Linked DNA regions of Triticum aestivum: region 2 is linked to region 1. The links are chromatin contacts, called in public Hi-C maps. All regions are on one chromosome and are shown on one strand. Each heading gives the region's core, a stretch centred on a gene start, on an enhancer-like site or on the middle of the called end of the contact. The rest is flanking DNA. Distances are from core to core; before and after follow the strand shown.

Region 1 (4,706 bases), core at 1,077-3,576:
ATCACAGAAAAGGAACTGAATAATTCAAAACAAACTAAACAATGAGTCACTCAAAACACAATTTAAAGGGTTCCATCCTAAAACAACAACATTCCTTCTACGGGTCTGCTCCTATGTAGCCATATGACTACATCTTTAATGGCTATGTCATTTATATAGTAGTAAACTAGTGATAGTCATAATTAGTAGAGTGAGAAAAGAAGTGATCGTGCACCGGCAAAAAGATCATGGTTTTGAGGTCCTAGTGCCTGAAGAAAACATGCACAATGCAGTTACATAAGTAGTGGGTTCCTTGCATATCCTACCATTGCAAGGAGCAAGTTAAAATTTAATGGTCCCACATCTGACAAAGACGCTATACCTCTTTGTTTTCTTTTTTGTTATCACATCGTCAGCCAGCTGACTACAGTTAGTGTTGGCTGACTACAAATAGTGTTAAACAAACATCGGTGCCCGAAACTATTTTGCCGGATAAGACACTCCGAATGCAAGTCGGATTCCAAGTTTTATTAGTTATGTCCTAAAAAAACCTTGCTGAATCGTACACCCAAATCTGAGTTGGATTCCAACACCTGTGTCCATGTCTGAGCAGGCAAGCAACTATTTTGCCGGATAAGACACTCCGAATGCAGGTCGGATTCCAAGTTTATTAGTTATGTCCTAAAAAAACCTTGCTGAATCGTACGCCCAAATCTGAGTTGGATTCCAACACCCGCGTCCATGTCTGAGCAGGCGAGCAACACTGTCTACATTATGGTTTGCAAAAGACATTCCTTCTTCCATGCTCCTTGGAGGAGAAAGTTGAAGCCTGCCTTTAGCCGTTTAGCGTCAATACTCAATACCGTTAACTTCTTCATTTTCCGCACTGCTGTGAATACTGAATAATACTCCCTCTGTAAAGAAATATAGGATTGTTTAGATCATTAATATAGTGATCTAAACGATATTATATTTCTTTACAGAGGGAGTACCATTTTGAGGGAAATGTTCTAAAGGGCGCCCGCCTAGGTGCTAGACACCATCCTCCTGCATTGCTTGCCTAGCATGACTAGTCAGTAGGCGCAACACACTGTCCAATTACTTGACCAGTGCTTTTTAGAGCACATTGAGGTCTTATAATTAACCTGTTTTTATAAAATTTGCGTGTATGAACATTATATCTTTGCCCCTTCCCTCTATATCCAAGCCATTTTCATCTGTGTTTGGGTGTGAAGCGGCCAAGCAACCAATACAAAATTGAGATATGAAAGATGGCATTTTAATTTTGCTTCACCATTTATTTTCTCCCCGTGGATTGGGGGGATGGCGGCGTTTTAAATTTTCTATATCAGCGGAAGACCATGCCAACTATAACAATTATCACTTACATGCACGCGTCTCCCAGAAAGACAGCATTTTGTCATATTGACACTACCTCGGTGAGACTCAAAACCTATTTTTCAGGGAGCAGGCTGCAGCTAAAACATTACTACCCAATTGTATTGTTGTAGATACATAATCTACACCTTGCAACTGCGATACCTTCCCAATGAGACTGGGAGGCTGTTCCCAATAGATGGGTTAGTCAAACAAAGCTAGCATTTTTCTGGCATTCCGGCACAAACTTTTCCAATGGTAAAAACCTAGAACAATTTAAACTAAATGTAAAGCCTAGCCTTACATAGATAATGGGATAATGCACCAGCAACTCTGGTTTAAAGCCTGAAACGGCCGGAGCACACTTCAGCATCCACATGAGTTGTGTGTGTCATTCGCAGGACGGCGCGAACTGAATCTATTTCAAGCACACTATAAGGATCACTACACTGTCTGAATCAAGAAGTAGATGTCTAGATCGGCGAGGTTCTGGCCCGATATAATAAAACCCTAATAGATTGCAACCTAATCTTAATCGGGCCGCACAAACAAAGATGAGAAACGGAGAGAGGGGGATAGCGAACAACCAGTTGCCGTTCGTACCGGAATACGGAGGCGGGGGGCGAGGGTTCGAAGAGGCGTCGTGGTGGCGCTTCGTCGGCCATCGCCGATTGCGACCCCCCATCGCCGGGAGGAGGGGCGCCTATCAGGACCGTGATTCGCCAAGGCTGTCCGCGGCAACAAGCCAGCCGGCCAGCCTAACGGCAGTCGGGAGTGGATTCCTCGTGACCTAGATAGCTCGCCGTGAGGCCAATCGCCGAGCCGTCTGATTGGGGAAGGGGGGGCGCCTGCCCGGGTGCGGGGGTTATAAAGACTGGCGTGGAGGCGGGAGGAGGGGAAGGGGAGGAGCGAGGCAGGGACCGACCGTAAATGGCAGGTGGGTGGAAGAGGAAGGAAATAGAAGCACCACCGAGCATGGAAATATGGGCCGGCTAGGGTACTTCAGAGTTCAGAGTAGAGAAGAGTGACCTTTTTTTTCTTAAGAGGGAGGAAGAGTGACATTTGTTCTGGCCTTCTTGCACGATTTGAGATCAGTGTGCATTGCTAGTTCTCCAAAATAAATTATTGTATAATGCAAAATTCTCGTATGTAAGCAAGATTTTAAAAAAGAGCATCATAACTCCCAACAAAACGTAGGTCCAAACCCTAGCCGTCGGAAGTTGTGGTTCTTGACACCAATCATTTGTGGTTTCTCCTTTCCCGCCGGCCTCGCTAGCGTCAAGTGGGATGGAGAATCTGATCTACCGGCTAGAGTTTGTAGGTTAGAGTAGTTTTCGAGTCGAATGATGTGGAAGTTGTATGCAGTATACCCATAGGCAAGTACAACCGTGATATGGAAGCTATATGCAGCATACCTACACGCAATTATAGTGATGGTAGTTGTGTGCGGAACCTAAAAAAAGTTTGGCAACTTCACGGTAAGATCGATTTATCAAGCACTAATGGCCAGAAGCTTGGACAACCGTCGGCCTTCATCGTGAGGAGACGGACAAGGTACAAAAGTGTTGCAAGAAGCTTTGCAAACTTACGGTTATGCCAAAGGTTAGGAATTTACGGTGGAGTGATACACAACTTTATTCCATGTTGTGTTGTGCTTTCGGATGGACACCTAGAAAGAATTGCCTACTGTGAAGTGTGTGGGTAGAGAAATGATGGCCCATGCTTTATTTGAGCGTACCCGCGTGAAGTTTTTTTTTGGGAATAGTAGAAGATCCTCACATCACCGAAAATCACTAACTTACATCTTGATTCATGAGCAATAGATGTGATGGAAGGCGTCGTCATCTCAACGAATGAGGCATGCATGATTTTATGTGGTATTGTTGGCATGCTTGGTAAGAATAGAACGTGTGTTGTTATGGAGAGAGTCATCGAACAGTGCAAGCATCGGTTAAATGGGAGATTGACGCCTACATGGACCTAACAGCTTTAGGCAAGGACCTTCGCCTGATGAGGATACAAACCTGGGGTAGGGTCATAGGCCTGACCTATACGCCCTATCCAAGATCACTACCCTAGAAGACAAGCAGTTCAAGAGGCAGCATGAGACCCCCAGTCGAAGATGTCGAGTGCAATCCACTCGACATCATGTCACTCGGGAGCCTTCCTACCTACTGTCACTCGACCATCCAGAGAATCACTCGACCTCCTGAAGACTAGGAGTCACTCAGCGTTACAAGGGGCAGGCGTTCACTCCGTAGCCTTTAAGGTCATTAACATCACTTAAGGCTGGCATTACCAGTAACGCCCCCGCTTTATATACATTAAGTCCCTTGTAATGGAGGGCGGAGAGGGTCCTGGCGAACTCTATATAAGCCATCCTCCTCCTCTGGCGCAAGGGTTCGCACCTCCCGTAACATCACACATATAATCCAATCGACCGCCTCCGGCATCGAGACGTAGGGCTGGTACTTCCTCCGAGAAGGGCCTGAACTCGTAAAACTTGTGTGTACACCTTCACCATAGCTGAGATCTTGCCTCTCCATAGCTACCCCCCCTTTCTACTGTCAGTCTTAGAACCACGACAGTGGGCGCCCACCGTGGGGCAGGTGTCTTAGCGACTTGTTGGTGAAGTTGCAAGTTTTTCCGATCATCGTCATCATGGTTTCCGGCGGCAGATTGGCTGAGGGCTGCGAGATCCGTCTCGGCGCGCTCGTTTTCATCGCCGACGACTTCGTGTGGCTTCAAGAAGCTCCCCTTGACATTGAGGCGCTCCCCGTCCGAGGGGCGACGCACTTTTGCGCATGCGTTCGCGATGTCCTTCTCCGGCAGCCGTCGACCCAGTATCAGTCGGCTCTGATGGTGTCTTCCCTCCCCGTTGTCCACCGCCGCAAGCGATCCGGTCGATCGCGGCTTCAGCGGTGGGTGAAACACGTGGTGGCTCGGTGTTCGGCCACCCATCAAGTCGCGGCAATCGAGCCCGACGAAACTCTCCACGGCCTATTCGATCTGTCGACTGGCTCCGCGGAGACCGCATCGGAGTGCGATAGCAGCGACCCTGCGGCTGAAGTCTTGATGGTCGATGGACCGCGTGGTCCGCCTAGCTTCCGTCGCGAAGACAGCGAAGATGGTGGCGACGATCCATCGCGCGTCCATGAAGAATACCACCCCGAACCCCTTTCTTCGCAGCAAAGGGAAGAACTTCGTCGCCGCAACATGGATGCACTCCACACGCCCATCATTGGAGAAACCCCTGAGGCTCGGGCCTTGGAGGAGGCGCGCCTCGCTAATTTGGCTAAGCACACTCGACTGGAGAACCTGCAGCGCGCTCTCGACGAGCAGGCTCGGGA
Region 2 (4,706 bases), core at 1,626-4,125, 320 kb after region 1:
ACCAAAGTACAATAGTGACCAAATGTTATTACTGAAAAAAAAAGTTCATACATAGTTCTTATTGAACAGCATATAGCTCTCTAGAGCATCTAATTAAACCATACATTGAAACTGTGTAAAACATTTTCAATGCAACAACAAATGCGATCATAATCGCAACTAAGGTAACAATTCATCCAACGACATAATGATACCAAGCCTCAGTATGAATGACATACTTTCTAATCTTTCTAATCTTCAGGCGTATTGCATCCATCTTGATCTTTTGATCATCGACGACATCCGCAACATGCAACTCCAATCTCATCTCCTCCTCCTCAATTCTTTTCAATTGTTTCTTCAAGTAATTGTTTTCTTTTTCAAGTAAATTTAACCTCTCGACAATAGGGTCGGTTGGAATTTCCGGTTCACATACCTCCTAGATAAAAACATCTATGTCACGTTGGCCGGCATAATTGTCATAAACACTAAATGAAACAAATAGTTATAAAAGATAATAGATACCACATCCGAATTATAGACAGGACGAAGGGCCGACGGAGGCGAATACCAAAACCATCGCACTATATAATAACAAACAATAATAAAAGTAAGAAAATTACACAAGTATCTATCTAAATCGTACAAGTAAGAATTTTTTTAGAAAGAAGATGAGAACAAGAGGCTCACCACGGTGGTGCCGGCGACGAGATCGGCGCGGGCGATCGAGGGCAGTGCAAACGGGGATGGGACAGGACGGACCGCTAAACCTAGACAAATCTTGAGGAAAATGAAAATTGGACAAGGAGCTTCGAGAGGAGAAAGCTTAAGTGTGGCTCGGGCATTTCATCGAACACCTCATGTGCATAGGAGTGAGCTATAGCACCACAAACCTCCCCCACGGCCAGCCAAAAAAATAGGGCAGTGACTCTGCTCTCGGGCAGGGACGGGGTATATAGGCCTCTCTTTAGTCCCGGTTTGCGGCTAAAATCAAGACTAAATGACAACCTTTAGTCCCGGTTCAAACCACCAACCGAGACTAAATGTGATGGGTCAGGAGCGAGGCCCATTGGTTCCGGTTCAAACCGGGACCAATGGCCCCGAGGCCCGGCCGGCGCCTGGCCTCACAAACCGGGACTGATGCCCCCTTTGGTCCCGGTTCGTTAGTGAACCGGGATTAATGCCTTTACCCAGGCCTTAACCAAAGCCTTGTTTTCTAAATATTGTCGTCTTCTGTTTATGTGATGTTTCGTACGCCCGGTTTGTGTGTGTAGAATGTTGTAACTCTCTATCCTGTTGTTCCTTCTATGATTACTAGCAAAAGAGCTCGTGCGTTGCAACGAGAGAGAAAACATAACACACACTATTAACCCAACAACCATCACCCAAGACCACAATAGGTCCATCTCCTTTATTTTTGCGAGGCATCATATTTGTGTTGCCGCTTATCCTCCTTCTCACACTCGCCGGCGATGACCTCGGTGTTCACACAAAACAAAAAAAACGTGTTTGAATATGTTTAATCCTAAGGCGTCTCTCTCTCCCTCTCCCTCCCCCTCTCTCTCTCTCGCTTTCTCTCACTCTCGCGATCAGAAATATGTTGTTTTCCCCTGCGACATTTCTCAGAGGTATGCATGTGTAGTTATCGATGTTTTCTTTTCCCTATATTGTTATAGTGGGGTGTTTATTTGCAATCGGGTTGCCGCCGGTACGAAAGGAAAACGGATCTTACGCTATAAATTATAAGTTTGCTCCTAAAATGATATTTTAAAAATATTTAAAAGGTAAAATTAACATCATATTTAGATTCCACATATTTTTCTAATAAAATTTCATATATAATATGTTAAAATCGAATTTACGATTTAAAAGATACGGATAATTTAGAAAATCATTTATTTGACTTAAATATATTCCAAAATAATATTTAAAAATACTTAACAGGTGAAAATAATCTCATATTCATATTCTACATATTTTTTTAATCAAATTTCATATATAACATGTTCAAATCAGAGTTACGGTTTAAAAGATATGAATAATTTAAAAAAACATTGTTTGACTTAAATATGATCCGCGGATGAATTACCTAAAACATCAGGGGGGTTTCAAAAAATGTAAAATAACGGTTCGGGTGTGACTTAAATCCGGACTGCGGGTTTATTTAACAAAACATAGGGATTTTTGTGTAAAATGCCATGACGGACGAAAGAAACCTAATTTGCTTTATTATTACTAGCAAATATGTCCGTGTGTTGCAACGGGAGAAAAACTATCAAATTATGCAGGAGTGGTAGATAATGGCTTTTAAAATGCCAAAGTGAGATAAGGGCTTTTAAAATGTCATTTCAAAAACTATGTCTAAGTGATGTCATGATGAGATAAGAGATTTTTGAAAAGTCATTTCAAAAAAAAAGTGATGGTTTGACCACGATTTGATTTTCAAAGGCGCCACAACGAATTAGTTTTGGCTGAGTAAACTGCATTGATGGACCCTGCCTAAGCTAGACTGATGAATGATGTATATAATCTTGACCTGGCGTAGCGGTGGTTGTCATAACAATTACCATGGTACCAGAATAGACATAGCCGTGTATAGAGTCAAATAGACATTTAATCATTTTTATATAATTTACAAAAACTAACCCATAGAAAGTTGTGTCAATATTTTTTTGCTTCAGCATCGTACGAAACATGGAAACCTTTTTTTTTACCCGATGCGAGGGACTAAATAAAATCATAAATTGACCTCTACAGATCCCCTATTAAAACTTCTACACAGGCGATGTTTCGTTATGTTCATCATTTACGGGTCTGTTTTAATTTTGGAAACATTTCAAAAAAATCATGTATATTGAGCGTATTCATGAGAAATGTTTTTCCACCAGCCACGACCCACTAGTCGAGAGCGTGAACCAGACACGCAACACGCTCTATCTCTTCTCTTGTCCACACGCTCACTTTATTCTCAGGCGACGCAGCCGAAAAACACTTCTCCACTCTCCTGTGCTCGACAACCTCCGCCCTCCCGCCATGCTCTCCGTCGCCATGAGCACCCGTCCCGTGGTCTCCCGCCGCCCGCACCTCCCAGCACGAGCTGCTAATTCGACCCCATCCTCCTCACCTGCTACAGGTGTGTCTCCGCGCTAACCGCGTGTTCGTGCTTCCATTAGCACCCAATCTGCTGTTTTTACGTATAAATAATCCCGTGAGAAAAACATTCGCAGAGAATCGTAGAGCCAGGCGGTCGCTCCTCCGCCCGCGCCTGATCGTGCTGTCATCTGTGGCCGGTACTAACTCGAAGCTCACCTTTTGTTTACTTCTTTTTCATATCTCTTGCTGGCAACGTTTTCAATGAAATGGCTCTGAGAACACTGCTGTTTAATTCTGCGTTCAGTGGGGAGTCTGGTTGCTGCTGGGGCTGCGAATGCTGCCGACCTCGGAGATTCTCTGGTGAGACAACATGGAGGGCCTTCAAATCTGTTTTGTTCTTATCGTTCCTAGATGCTTCCTCCTGTTCTATAGAAGCTGTTAGTTCTAGGCATTAGCTAAATCGAACTTTGACTATAAATATCTTCAAAGATATTTGGATTAGTAGTATAACACGTAGCCAATTCCATCAGCTGCAATCAGCACACCATGCATCAAAATCAATCAGTACGCTATTGCAAAGTGCTTCCAAACTATCTAGGCTATATGCCTATATCTGTGTTTCTTGTTTCTTGCTTGTTGCATCCCTTGGCAAACCTAAAAGGTAAAATCCTTCTTTACGTGGAGTGATCCCCCCAAACCATTTCTTGTTGTTCAGCTAGGATCATCGGGACTTCTCTTGGCTGACTTAGGCATCGGAGATTGGTTTGGAGGTTTATTATTTTCAGCTGGGCAGCAAGCTAATGAGGCTGTTCTGGATCAGTTGTCTGCTCTTAGTTTCACCAGGTCAGCTTTCTTTCTCTGCAGTTAATTTTCTGTAGACACAGCATCCTTTAATTTTCTGCTTCCTACCCATACCTCTTTTCTTTCTGACCTTTTTCTCTATTCTCCAGCTTGGCAGTAATTTTTGGTGCTGGACTTGTAACTAGTTTGTCTCCCTGTACACTCAGTGTTCTGCCATTGACTCTAGGATATATAGGCAAGTATAGTGGCTTTTCTGAAATGATCTCTTTGACCCAGAATTGGTTAGCACTAATGACATCGATATATTACATCTTTTAAAATCTTCCAGGTGCTTTTGGCTCTGGAAAAGATCGAGCTGAGGTAATTTAAGATAACTAAGCATATTCAGGTTTTGCGTGCCATAAAAGAACCAAACGAAATTGGTAATGGTTATCTATCAGAATATGTATGTGCAACATCGTTATCTGTCAGAATATGTACGTGCAACATCTAATCTGTACTAAGACGCTTACATGATTAGTTTGGCTCATTGATAGTCTGTATCATACCTGATACAAATTGAGTTGTTTTTGTTCTATCTAGTAGGTTGTTGGAAATTCAGTTGCTTTCTCATTAGGACTGGCAACAACCTTAGCCATCCTTGGTGTTGCTGCTTCTTTTGCTGGAAAGGCTTATGGGCAAGTAGGACAAGGACTCCCAGTGGCTGCTTCTGGGTTAGGAATCGTCATGGGATTGAACCTACTTGAGGTAAATCACAAACCAAAAGGAAAATTCAAAAACTGGGGCATGTTAATCAATTTATCTTTCTACCATGCAGTCTTAAAGCCAAATCG

Evidence for each region. Hi-C and Micro-C count contacts between places; a contact is called where the count stands out from the background.
Region 2: a contact with region 1 is called in a Hi-C map of leaf, with 2.5 times the contacts expected there. The contact joins the promoter of LOC123111240 here to the promoter of LOC123111237 in region 1. A contact is called at or near these places in 3 of 5 Hi-C or Micro-C datasets (all in leaf).

What each region holds. Positions count from the first base shown.
Region 1 is chr5B:254,704,776-254,709,481 of IWGSC CS RefSeq v2.1, forward strand. It overlaps LOC123111237, which reads right to left and starts at 2,327. Exons shown (of 3, transcript XM_044531982.1): 1 at 1,960-2,327. The coding sequence starts at 2,021.
Region 2 is chr5B:255,024,219-255,028,924 of IWGSC CS RefSeq v2.1, forward strand. It overlaps LOC123111240 (cytochrome c-type biogenesis ccda-like chloroplastic protein 1), which reads left to right and starts at 2,876. Exons shown (of 12, transcript XM_044531992.1): 1 at 2,876-3,112; 2 at 3,207-3,269; 3 at 3,377-3,432; 4 at 3,788-3,915; 5 at 4,023-4,108; 6 at 4,202-4,233; 7 at 4,459-4,620. The coding sequence starts at 3,013.